Regions from separate parts of the Ovis aries genome. Here region 2 is linked to region 1. Evidence: chromatin contacts called from public Hi-C data. All regions are on one chromosome and are shown on one strand. The core of a region is the stretch at or near the end of the contact, and the rest is flanking DNA. Distances in the headings are between cores, read along the strand shown. Region 1 holds the start of ATPAF2 (ATP synthase mitochondrial F1 complex assembly factor 2). Region 2 holds the start of RAI1 (retinoic acid induced 1).

Region 1 (5,516 bases), core at 1,148-3,647:
ACTGGTCCCCAACCCCATTAGACACCATCAAACTCAACAAGAGGCCCAAGTCAAGATCATCCCAAACATGACCCACACCAGGCATCTCACTTCTAGAATTTTATGATGAGCTGCAAAATGTAAAAGAGTCTGTATCTTCCTACTCAATTCTCACATTTGGAGCAGAAGAGAAGGGAGATTGCCACAGTGGTCGTCTAATGGTGAAAGCTGAAATAACTCAGCTACGACCCTTTTCTTTTCCTGGCCTTGTCTCACAGCTCGAAGGATCTCAGTTCCCCGAGTAAGGACTGCACTTGGGCCACAGTCCAGTGAAAGCGCCAAATCCTAACCATGAGACCACCAGGTAATGCCCATCTTTTTAATTACGATAAACATCATAGCTCATGTTAGAAATTTCAGTTTGTAGACCAGAGACACAATTAACAGAGATGGAGTTCTCTTGATCTAAAGTAAAAGACTTACTCCCACAAAGCAGTAAGATAAAAAGAGGCAGATGAATCGGCAGTTGGTGGAGACAAAACATATCCCCGTTGTCTTTAAGGTGGGAGAAGAGAGGCTGAGAAGAGAGGCTGTTTGAGATTTAAAATCAGCAAAGAGCAAAGGACAGGAGAAAAATTCTGTCCTCACACAACCTACATTCTACATCTACATCCTACATTCTGTCCTCAGACAGAACATCAAAGCTTCTGCAAGACCTTTGAGGGGACAGTGTTTGGAGGAGCTTTTAGGCACAGCTCAGGAGGTGAGGTATCAGACTGAAGACAACAGGGCGAAGGGAGGAGGAAGTGGGTCCTGCTGCAGGCCTGAGCAGATAGACAGGAGGAACAGTTTTCCAAGAAGGCAGAGAAGAAAGAGGATTAACCACTGCCGATCTCCTTGGGCCGGGAGGAAATGTCAAGTGTGCTCCCATCGACATGAGAGGAGTGAAGTGCAGGAAGGAGCTGGGACAGGTAAAGCTAAAGTTCCAAAGCCATTAGGAGCTGGCAGCAGGTTCTCAGAAATCCAGGTCAGATGGGGGGAGGAAATACCATATGAGAAATAAAAGTGGGTGAGTTACATTTCCTAGCATGAGTATCAGAGACTACAAAGGAAGCCCTGACATGTGGATCAAAGTTAAAAATACAGTAAGAGGGTCCCCTAGAGCCAGGAAGGAGGAGAACAGAGAGATGGGGAGGTCTGGGCAGACAGATGGACAGAACAGGAGTGGACTGGAAGTGGAAAGAGGGTGGGGAGTAGGGAGTGTCAAGAGTCTGAGCCAGGAAGAGACTATGGGTTGGGGGCTAGGAGATCAGCTTCTAACAGACTGTGAGGAGCCCACTTAGGATGTGAGTGCCCAGGCTAAGGAATGGGCCAGCAGTCCAGGTGGGATGGGGGCCCTCAGGTCCCGGGGCTGATGGAGAGAGGAGGCGGATGAAGCTCTGCCGGGGAGGAAACCCCCGGAGAAGGAGGCGGGTCCCAGGGCCTGGGGTTCATGGGACCGAGGAAAACGTGGGAGGCAGCAGGCACGTCTAGGGCCTGGGAGCGTCCAGAGTCAGAGGGAATCCCTGGAGAGTTTCCCGGACGGGGTCCGAGAGGGACTGAAAGAAAGACTGTTGCCGGGGCGACAGGCCACGGGGAGGCAGGGCCGGATCTGAGGCGGCCGGTCCCCGGCTCGGGCCCGCAGGGTTGGGGTGCGCCGGAGGGCCCCCGGCAGGCCCGGGCAGCAGGCCCGTCCGTGGCCGCGGGCCCCAGGGGGCGGCGGCGTGGCCCGGTCCGTGGACGTCTCGAGAGGCCGGGCCGCCGGCTCACCTGCAGCACTACCTCCACGTCGTACGAGTTCCCCTTGCTCTTCTGGTGGCCGCGGAACTTGGAGCCGCTGTAGAGCAGGCTGGTGGCCACGCCGGGCTGCTGCGTGTTGATAGGCGGCGGCGGGATGAGCGAGGCGGCGGAGGCGGCCGAGGCACCGGCCGGCGGGGGACACTCGGTGCGGACCGGCATCGCGGGGTCCCCCGGAGCCAGGGCTGGGGGAGGGGGAGGAACCGCCGCCGCCGCGCGGAAGCCGAGGGCAGACGGAGGAGAAGCCGGCGCGCGCGTAGGGCGGGAGGGGTCCACCCGCCGGCCGCAAGCAGATCGAGCGCTCCGGCCACCACCGGGACCCCGGGACCTGCGAGCAGGGCCTCCGGGTCCTGAGCGAACCCCCTCCCCGCCTGCGCTCGCACACACACCCCTTCCGATTGGCTCGGGCGCGCTGAGGGGCGGGATCAGGCTGGCTCGGCGATTCCGCCCATTGGCGGGCGGGGAAAGCACGTGGCGGGAGCCGAGGCCCTCTGGTACTTGTAGTCTTTTTCCCGAGGCGCGGCGCGGGGGCGGGGCCGGGGCGTTTGTGATGCTGATTGGCTGCGGCGTGCGCTGAGGCGCGCGGCGGCGGCGCGCTACGAGTGTCGTGCGCAACATGGCGGCGCCCCAAAAGGGAGAGGGTGCCGGCGACTGGTGAGGAGGTTTGTGGAGTTCGAGCACACGGCGTGTGGTCCCTCCGCTCCTTTTCCCCGAGCTCTGGTTTCGAGCGGTCGTTCTCTGAGGCCCCCGCGCGATGTGGAGGAGCTGCCTTCGGCTGCGGGATGGGGGGCGTCGCCTCCTGAACCGGCCCCGAAGTGGCCTCACCGCCTCCGAGGGGCTGGGGCGAAAGCCCCCTATCCCCTTCCGGGCCTACGTGCCCCCGGCAGGTGAGAGAGGCCAGGGCGGAGCAGGCTGAGGGGTCGGCCATGCAGGGTCACACGGTGGGAGGGAAGTTCCCCGCGAGGGCAGGGATCGCTCCAGGGCACACGCGCGTCGTTTCCTTTTGGCAGGTGCGGTTTTTCTCTCTTTCACTGGGGAAGCAGAGGTCATCCTTATTTTCAGGCGGGGAAATTCGACTTCTGGGTCGGGATTGCGCTAGAGGCGCGAAGCAGACTCAGAGGTTTGCGGGGCAAAGGCCAGTCTGCTAGGCTGCTTTCTGTGTCCCCGCGACCGGCACTGAAGGGGCCTGAAGCTCGGGCTTTAAGTCTTCCATCCCGGCCGCTTGCTCCACAGCTGTCCTGGCCCTGCCTCCTGCTGCCCTCCCAGAACACCTGCCACCTCTTCTAAGGAGTTGACACCCCGTGCCCCCTTCCTGCACTTCCGACTCGGATGAGGCTTTCTGTAGCGGATCTTTCTTACTCCTAGGCAAAGATTTTGGGATAAGAGTGGGACTGACTTTAAGTGAGTGAAGACAGTAACGCTTTCTTTCCTGCCAGTTAGTACTGTGCTGAAGGTGGGGGTGAGGAGAAGGTCACTGCGGTGTTGGAGCTGTTCCGAGGTCGCCCGTGTGGCCTCCAGTCCCCTACCAGCTGTCCCAGCCATCAGCTGCATAGAGAAGAAAGGTCTTCAGAGAGCCTGCCTGTCCAGCTGAGGAGTACACCGGTGAAGTCAAAGCTGGGGGTCTCTGCTTACAAGTTGTCTTGTCTGCACAAGTGGTTTAGCGTCTCATTGTCTGCCTCCTCTAAAGAGACAGCTTGTGCTGGATTGAGGGAGATGCTGTAGATAGGGAGGCCAGCCTGCCACCTGTTTTTGTAAATAGTTTTCCAGGAACCCAGGCCCGCTCATTCACTGACACACACCTAAGGCTGTTTTCACTACAGTGCAGAGTTGGCTGGTTGTGCCAGACACTGGATGGCCTGCAAAGCTTAAAACACTTTGGCTTTTTACAGAAAAAGTTTGCCAGCAGTGCTGTGGATGCTAGAGCGGTTTTGGGGAAAAGTGTTTAGTCATCTGGCCCGTTTATAGTAATTGCTGTGGTAGATACACTTGCCCTGAAGAATTTTAAAACAGCCTTACTGAGATGATGCATTTAGAATTCACTCACTTAGATTGTACAGTTTAATGGTCCCTAATGGCTCAGATGGTAAAGAATCCACCCTTGTTGCGGGAGACCTGGGTTCAATCCCTGGGTTGGGAAGATCCCCTGGAGGAAGGGCATGGCTACCCACTCCAGTATTCTTGCCTGGAGAATCCCTGTGGACAGAGGAGCCTGGCGGGTTACAGTCCATGGGGTTGCAGAGTCGGACATACTGAGCGACTAAGCACAGTATACTCAGAGTTCTGCTGCCATCAGTTCTGGAACCTTCTTATGACACCAAAGGATCCCTGTACCCATTAGCTGCCACTCTGAGTATCCCCCTGCCCCACCCCATCCCTCCAGCCCTAGACAACCACTACTTCACTCTCTATGAAGTCAAGTCGCTCAGCCGTGTCCGACTCTTTGCGACCCTGTGGACGGTCGCCTACCAGGCTCCTCCCTCCATGGGATTCTCCAGGCAAGAGTACTGGAGTGGGTTGCCATTTCCTTCTCCAGGGGGTCTTCCTGACCCAGGGATTGAACCGGGGTCTCCCGCATTGCAGGCAGATGCTTTAACCTGTGAGCCACCAGAGATCTGTATCTATAGATTTCCCTATTTTGGACATTTCATATAAATGGAATGTGGTCTTTTTCTCCATTTAGCGTATATCCAAGGTTCGTCCTGGCTTCCCTGGTGGCTCAGACGGTAAAGCATCTGCCTACAATGCAGGAGACCCTGGTTCGATCTCTGGGTCCGGAAGATCCTCTGGAGAAGGAAATGGCAACCCACTCCAGTACTCTTGCCTGGAAAATCCCATGGACGGAGGAGCCTGGTAGGCTACAGTCTACGGGGTTGCAAAGAGTCGGACACGACTGAGCACCTTCACTTTCACTTTCACAAGGTTTGTCCTAGAGTTAGCGCATGTCAGTACTTCATTCTTTTTCATAACTGGTAATATTCAGTTTTGGGGACACACCATGTCTTATTTACCCAGTCAGTCATTGATGAACATTTGGGTGGTTTTCATCATTTGACTGTTCTGAATGCCTTTGTAAACACTTGAATACAGGTTTTTGTGTGAGAATGTGTTTTCGTTTCTCATAGGAGGTACCTAAAAATAAATAGGACGTCCCCAGTGGCTCAGGGTTAAAGAATACACCTGCAAGGCAGGAGACCCGGCTTTGATTCGTGGGTCAGGAAGAGCCCTTGGAGAAGGGAATGGCAACCCACTCCAGTATTCTTGGCTAGAGAATTCCATGGACAGAAAAGCCTGGTGGACTGCAGTCCATAGGGTCACAAAGAGTTGGACACAACTAAAGCAATTTAGCACACACGCAAGAGCAGACTTGCTGGATCAAACGGTAGCTAACTAACTTTCTGAGGATTGGCCACCCCACTTTCCAAGGTGGTTGCGCCATTTTATATTTCCCCAGCAGTGTGTGAGGGTCCCAGTTTCTCTGCCCCCTTACCGACATATCTGTCTGACTATGGCCTTCCTAGCTGGTGTGAAGGACTGTCATTTGAATTTCCCTGAGGATGAATGACTTTGGAAGGAAAGTTATGACCAACCTAGATAGCATATTCAAAAGCAGAGACATTACTTTGCCAACAAAGGTCCGTCTAGTCAAGGCTATGGTTTTCCAGTAGTCATGTATGGATGTGAGAGTTGGACTGTGAAGAAAG
Region 2 (5,149 bases), core at 1,827-4,326, 230 kb after region 1:
GTACAAACACAGATGGCCATGGAAAGGCAGTGGTGACAATAATGGTGTCAGGGCCAGCTGGCATTTATTGGGACAAACACTGTTCTCAGATTCATGGGGTTGCGTGGACTCATTAAAGCTTCACCATAATCCAGTGAGGCTGGAACTGTTATTAGCTTCATTGTACAGATGGGGACACTGAGGTACAGAGATAAATAACCCATTCAATACGTGGTAAAGCCAGGAATCACCCAACACCTTGCCCTGGAGCACCCCCCCATGACCCCCGCATGACCCCAGGAAGGGAAAGGGGAGCTGAGAAGAGCACGAGGCATGGTCCAGATCGGGGTAAGAGGAAGCTCTGTGTTTGTGTGTGAGACGTGTATGCACAAATGAACAGCAAACCACATTCAAAGTGTTAACTGGGGTTACTGGGGGCACTTCTACCCTATTATACCTCTGGGTTATTTGCATTTTTCACAATGAGAACAAATTCATGTGTCACCTGAGTAATTCAAAAAGAGAGACACTGTCAGGGCCTCAATTCATGTTTGTTGAGTAACTAGAAAGCAGACTCATTTTCTAGGCCTGTTTTTTCAAAATCTGGGAATGACCCATTAGCAGATCGTGACATCAATTCAGGGGTCACAGAATGCTATTAAAAAATTAAACAGACTAGAACAGAAAATATCAGACCAGGACACAAAACAGAGGAAAGAGCTCTTTCACTCAACTTTCGTTTCAGTTACACATAGTGGGAGTGAATGAAGCTGGGACCTGAAATGTGTTTCTTACTGCAGGTCACAAGTGAGGGCTTGGAACCCGCAGTCCAGACCCAAGAGTCTGAGGAATCAGCCCAGGCCCTGCTGCACAGGCCTCCTGGTCCAAAGTGGCAGAATGGGTGACCTCCTTGTGTTTAGGAAGCTGTCGGGACGCCTGGCTGTTGGAAAGGTCACACTCAGCCCACTCTGGATCACCCGCAGACACACAATCCTGGAACCAAGGCTTCTGACTGTGAGGGGCTCCCCCAAACCACAATGTCTGTGTCCACTCCCTCCGGGTCACCCAAAAGGCCACTGCTCCTAAAGACTCGCTCCTGGATGCTCCTGTTGGGGGGCGGGGTGGGAAACTAAAAGATTCCTTTCCAGTTTCCAGATGCGAAGCCACGTCCCAGGGAAGCCTCTGGAAACGCAGCGTGTGGTCAGTCGGGAGGGGCCTCCACTGAGTCTGCAGCGAGGGCCGCTCCCACCCAGGGTGGGCCTGACCCCAGGCAGAGTCGGTCTGCATGGAGAATCTGGTGCGGGCAGAGAAGCAGAGCCCCCAGCCCGAGGCTCCCAGGGCGCTGGCGCCTCCACATCAGAGCTCGCCTAACTCACCCCGCCTCCCTTCCCAGGGCAGCAGACAACTAAAAAAAGATAAAATAAAAAGAAGTAATTCCCCTGCTTTGACGTCAGCTCGAGGTCTTAACAGCCCAGCAGCGGCATGAAACTGGATTGCAACCAGATGTAATGCCCTTGAATCCTCCACACGCCACTGCGTTGGAAGACAAATGGCAGGGGGGAGAGCGGGTGGAAGGAACCGTGCGGGTCCCGCGTGGGTCCCGGATCAGAGCCTGCGGAAACCCTGGGAAGCCCAGGCCCGGGTCGCCATTCAGGCGTGCTGCCTCCCCTCCCCCAGCCCCCCAGAAGCGCATTGTTACTCCGGATAGAGTCTTCATTCAGGGCCAGAGCCCCAGCGCCACCCCCGTCGGGGGCTCCCCAGATCAGGGCACGACTCGGGCCGCGCTCCGGCCCCGGGCGTGGATTTGAGGACGATCCAGAGCCCAGGAGGGGAAATCGCTCGCTGGGAAAACGGGCGCCCCAGGAAGCTGGGGCCGCCACGGCCTCGGGCCTGCGTGGTGTTTCGCTTCCCCTCCGCCCCTCCTGGGCGGCCCCCAGCAACCAAGGCTCCAAAGTCACCCCCGCGTCCTGCCACCCCCTCGCCCCCGCCGCGCTTGGCGACGCCGCCTTGAGCCCAGCCCTCGCGTCCTCCTCCGGGTCTCCTGTCTCCCAGGCGCCGGCCCAAGGACCTGGCCGGTGGTGCGCCGCCGTCCGTCAGGGGACTCGCGTGGCCGGAGCCCCCACCGTGACGTCACCCCGAAAGGCCCCTGCGCCCCGGGCCTGGCCGAGACGGAGCTCCCCGGCCTCCCGGGCTGCTTCCTGCCCGGTCGCGCGGCCTGCGCACAGGCCCGGGCGCCCCTGCCCGCGTCGGGGCACGGATGGGGGCTCCCCCGAGGGCCTCACACGCCGCCCCTCCCCATCACGGCCCTCGCTGCCCCGGCTCCCACGCCAGGGCCCCGATAGGCCCAGAGTCCCCCAGAGAAGTCGGCTCCCCGCCCCCCACCCGGACGCCCTCACAAAGCTCGCCTCCGGTCCCGGCGCGGCGCGAATGCCCCGGTCCCTACCCCGCGCTCGGCGTACCCCCGGGGACAAGCACGCGCACAGCCCTCGCACGCGCGACCCTCGGTCCTCGCGCCCCCGCCTCGCACCAGCCCCGGCCCTCGTCCCGCGGCGCGGGGCGCCCCCACCCCGCCGCATCTCCTCAGACTGCCATCCGGTGACCTCGCGCCCCCCGCACACAAAGCGACTTCCCCGCGGCCCCCGCGCCCCCGCCCCGGCCCTCGGTGCTCACCTCGGCGCGCGCTCACTCGGGGACCCGGGGTCTGGCGCTGCGACTTCGCGGCCCGGAGGTCCAGGCGGCCATAGGGGTCGGGGCGCGGCGGCCCGGCCGGCCCGCGGCCAGGCAGGAAGGAGGGTGGGCCGCGGCGCCCCCTTCTCGCGCCGGCGCTCGGGCGGCGGACTAGGCGGCCTGCTCGGCGCGCTCTCGCCCGGCCGCGCCTCGCTCCGCGCCTCGCCTTCCGAGCGCAGCCGCGGGCGGGGGCGGCGCCCAGGGCGCAGGGACCAGGCCCTGGCCGCGCACCTCTGGCGTCGCAGGGCCGCGGGGAAATGCGGTCCCCTCCGCGCAGGAAGAGCGGGCGGCGGGCGGTGCGCGGGGGGAGAAGGCGGCGAGAGCGAGAGGAGAAAAGTTCCCGGCCGCCTGGCCGCGCTCGCTCACCGCCCGGGCGCCAGGTGGGCCGTGCGCCCCGACAGCGCCCCCTGGCGGCCCGCGCCCGCTGCGGGCCTGGGGCGGGGGTTTGGACGGGGGGACCCCAGGGGCCCTCAAGGACGCGGGGGCCGGGGCCGGAACCTCGGACGAAGGACGTGGACTGGCACCGGCGCTCGGGTGCTCCGTGCTGCAGCCGGGTCCCGGGGCCAGGCCCCCGCCTTCACTCACCACGGCTCTCCCTGTGACGTCCTCTTCCCCGTCTGGGAAACGTTCCGACCTCTAAGCTAGGACGCCGCCGCGCAGAGCTCTCTTCACTCACTGGCACCTCGGAGGGCTCAGAGTGAGCAGAGACAAGTGGTCCCTGCCGTCCTGGTGGGCAGAGACAGAGCACGCGTGAGAAAGGCCGCTCCCGGGAGCAGTGAGGGCTACTCGGCGAAGTGAGAGGCAGGGGTTGCTTAGCTGGCTGTGAGCGGAAGGAGCCCGCCACGTGGAGCCTCAGGAGCAAGTGCAAAGGCCCTGAGGCAGGTGGGACGGGGCGGGGGTGGGGAGGCGGACAGGCGGTGGGCAGCAGAAGTCAGAGCCTTGGGGAGGACCAGGGTCTTCAGGGCTACCTGAGCCTAGTGGGGAATTCGGATGCAATTCTAGTGCCATTGGCAGAGCCAGGGCAGAGGGATGTTGAATGAATGGGTGAGTGAACCTATTGTGACCCTACAGACCCCCTGGCAGTCCCTGCCCCAGGCCTCCACTCACCCAGGTCAGGCAGAAAGTTTCCAGCCTCCATCCAGCCTCTGGGGTCTGCTGGTCCTGTGGGTGAAGGAGGGCCATCAAAGCCTCAGGCTCCCAGGGGACTCAGCCTCCTCACCTGTAGGTAAGAACACATGGTGGGGAGGGTGCCCTTATGCTGTAGACTGTCCCCCTGTCTGCATGTCCTGTCATCTGATCCTGGCAGCCCCGACGGCAGACCCACTCCTTTTGTTTACAGGAAGCTGAGGCACAGGGTCTCAAGCTAAGTTACAGGCAAGACCTGCACCCAGAGCCCTTCCCACCAGCTCAGCCACCCACTGCCTAGGGCAAGGGTAGGAGCCGGACAGAATCAGGATCAGACGATGGACACTGCAGTTTTCAGCACAGGTTCTGGGGGAGACAGACCCGATTTCTAAGTCTGGTTGTTCTGCGCCCAGCTGGGAGGGTTTGGAAAAAAAAAACAAGTTAACTTGCTAAGTGTCAGTTTCCTCATCTGTAAAATGGAGGCAATAGTAGCGCCTACTTCCTGGGGTTCCTGAGGACTAAAGGAGGTAGGTGTGTGGAGCATCAAGCCTGGAGCCTGGAGGCCGTGAATTCTGTGAGAAGTGCTTTCTGTCACAAACTGGGGAGGGGAGGAGGTGTGGGGACAGGGCTTCCGTACACCCAGGGGCTCCTAGCCCCTGCCCTCCCTGCCCTCACCTGCCCAGGGAGAACCCAGGGCAGTAGGGAGCTCGGAGGAAGGTGAGAAGAGGGGTGTCCCGGGGGAGGAGGGGATGGTGCAGTCCGGGCACTAGTCGCTGCCATTCTGAGAGCACCCGTCGTGCGCCAGGTGCCTTCTGTGGCTGTTTCCTTGGGCTGCTGTGACAAATGACCCACACATGTAGTGGCTTAAGACAACCCTAGTTTATTCTTTACAGCTCTGGAGGGCAGAAGTCCAGAATCAGCATCAACGGGCTGAAAGCAAGGTGTCAGAAGGGATGCACCCTGGAGGTTCCAGGAGGAACATCCCTTGCCTCTTCTTTTTTGTTAAAATTAGTTTATTTATTTTAATTGGAGGCTAATTACTTTACAGTATTGTAGTGGTTTTTTGCCATACATTGAAATGAATCAGCCATGGGTGTACATGTGTTCCCCATCCTGAACCCCTCTCCCACCTCCCTCCCCATCTCGTCCCTCAGGGTCATCCCAGTGCACCAGCCCTGAGCACCCTGTCTTATGCATCGAACCTGGACTGGCGATATATTTCACATATGATAATATGCATGTTTCAGTGCTATTCTCCCTTGCCTCTTCTGGCTTCTGGAGGCCACCTGCTTGTCCTGCCCCCTCGGCGCCTGCCCTC

Evidence for each region. A called contact is a pair of places that touch in the nucleus more often than the background predicts.
Region 2: a Hi-C map of liver shows a contact between it and region 1, with 2.3 times the contacts expected there. The contact joins the promoter of RAI1 here to the promoter of ATPAF2 in region 1. A contact is called at or near these places in 2 of 16 Hi-C or Micro-C datasets (liver and tail adipose tissue).

Annotation. Positions count from the first base shown.
Region 1 is chr11:34,269,550-34,275,065 of ARS-UI_Ramb_v3.0, forward strand. It overlaps ATPAF2 (ATP synthase mitochondrial F1 complex assembly factor 2), which reads left to right and starts at 2,398. Exons shown (of 6, transcript XM_027974794.3): 1 at 2,398-2,702. The coding sequence starts at 2,570. It overlaps GID4 (GID complex subunit 4 homolog), which reads right to left and starts at 2,215. Exons shown (of 6, transcript XM_027974796.2): 1 at 1,789-2,215. The coding sequence starts at 1,977.
Region 2 is chr11:34,499,567-34,504,715 of ARS-UI_Ramb_v3.0, forward strand. It overlaps RAI1 (retinoic acid induced 1), which reads right to left and starts at 3,077. Exons shown (of 7, transcript XM_042255738.1): 1 at 2,650-3,077.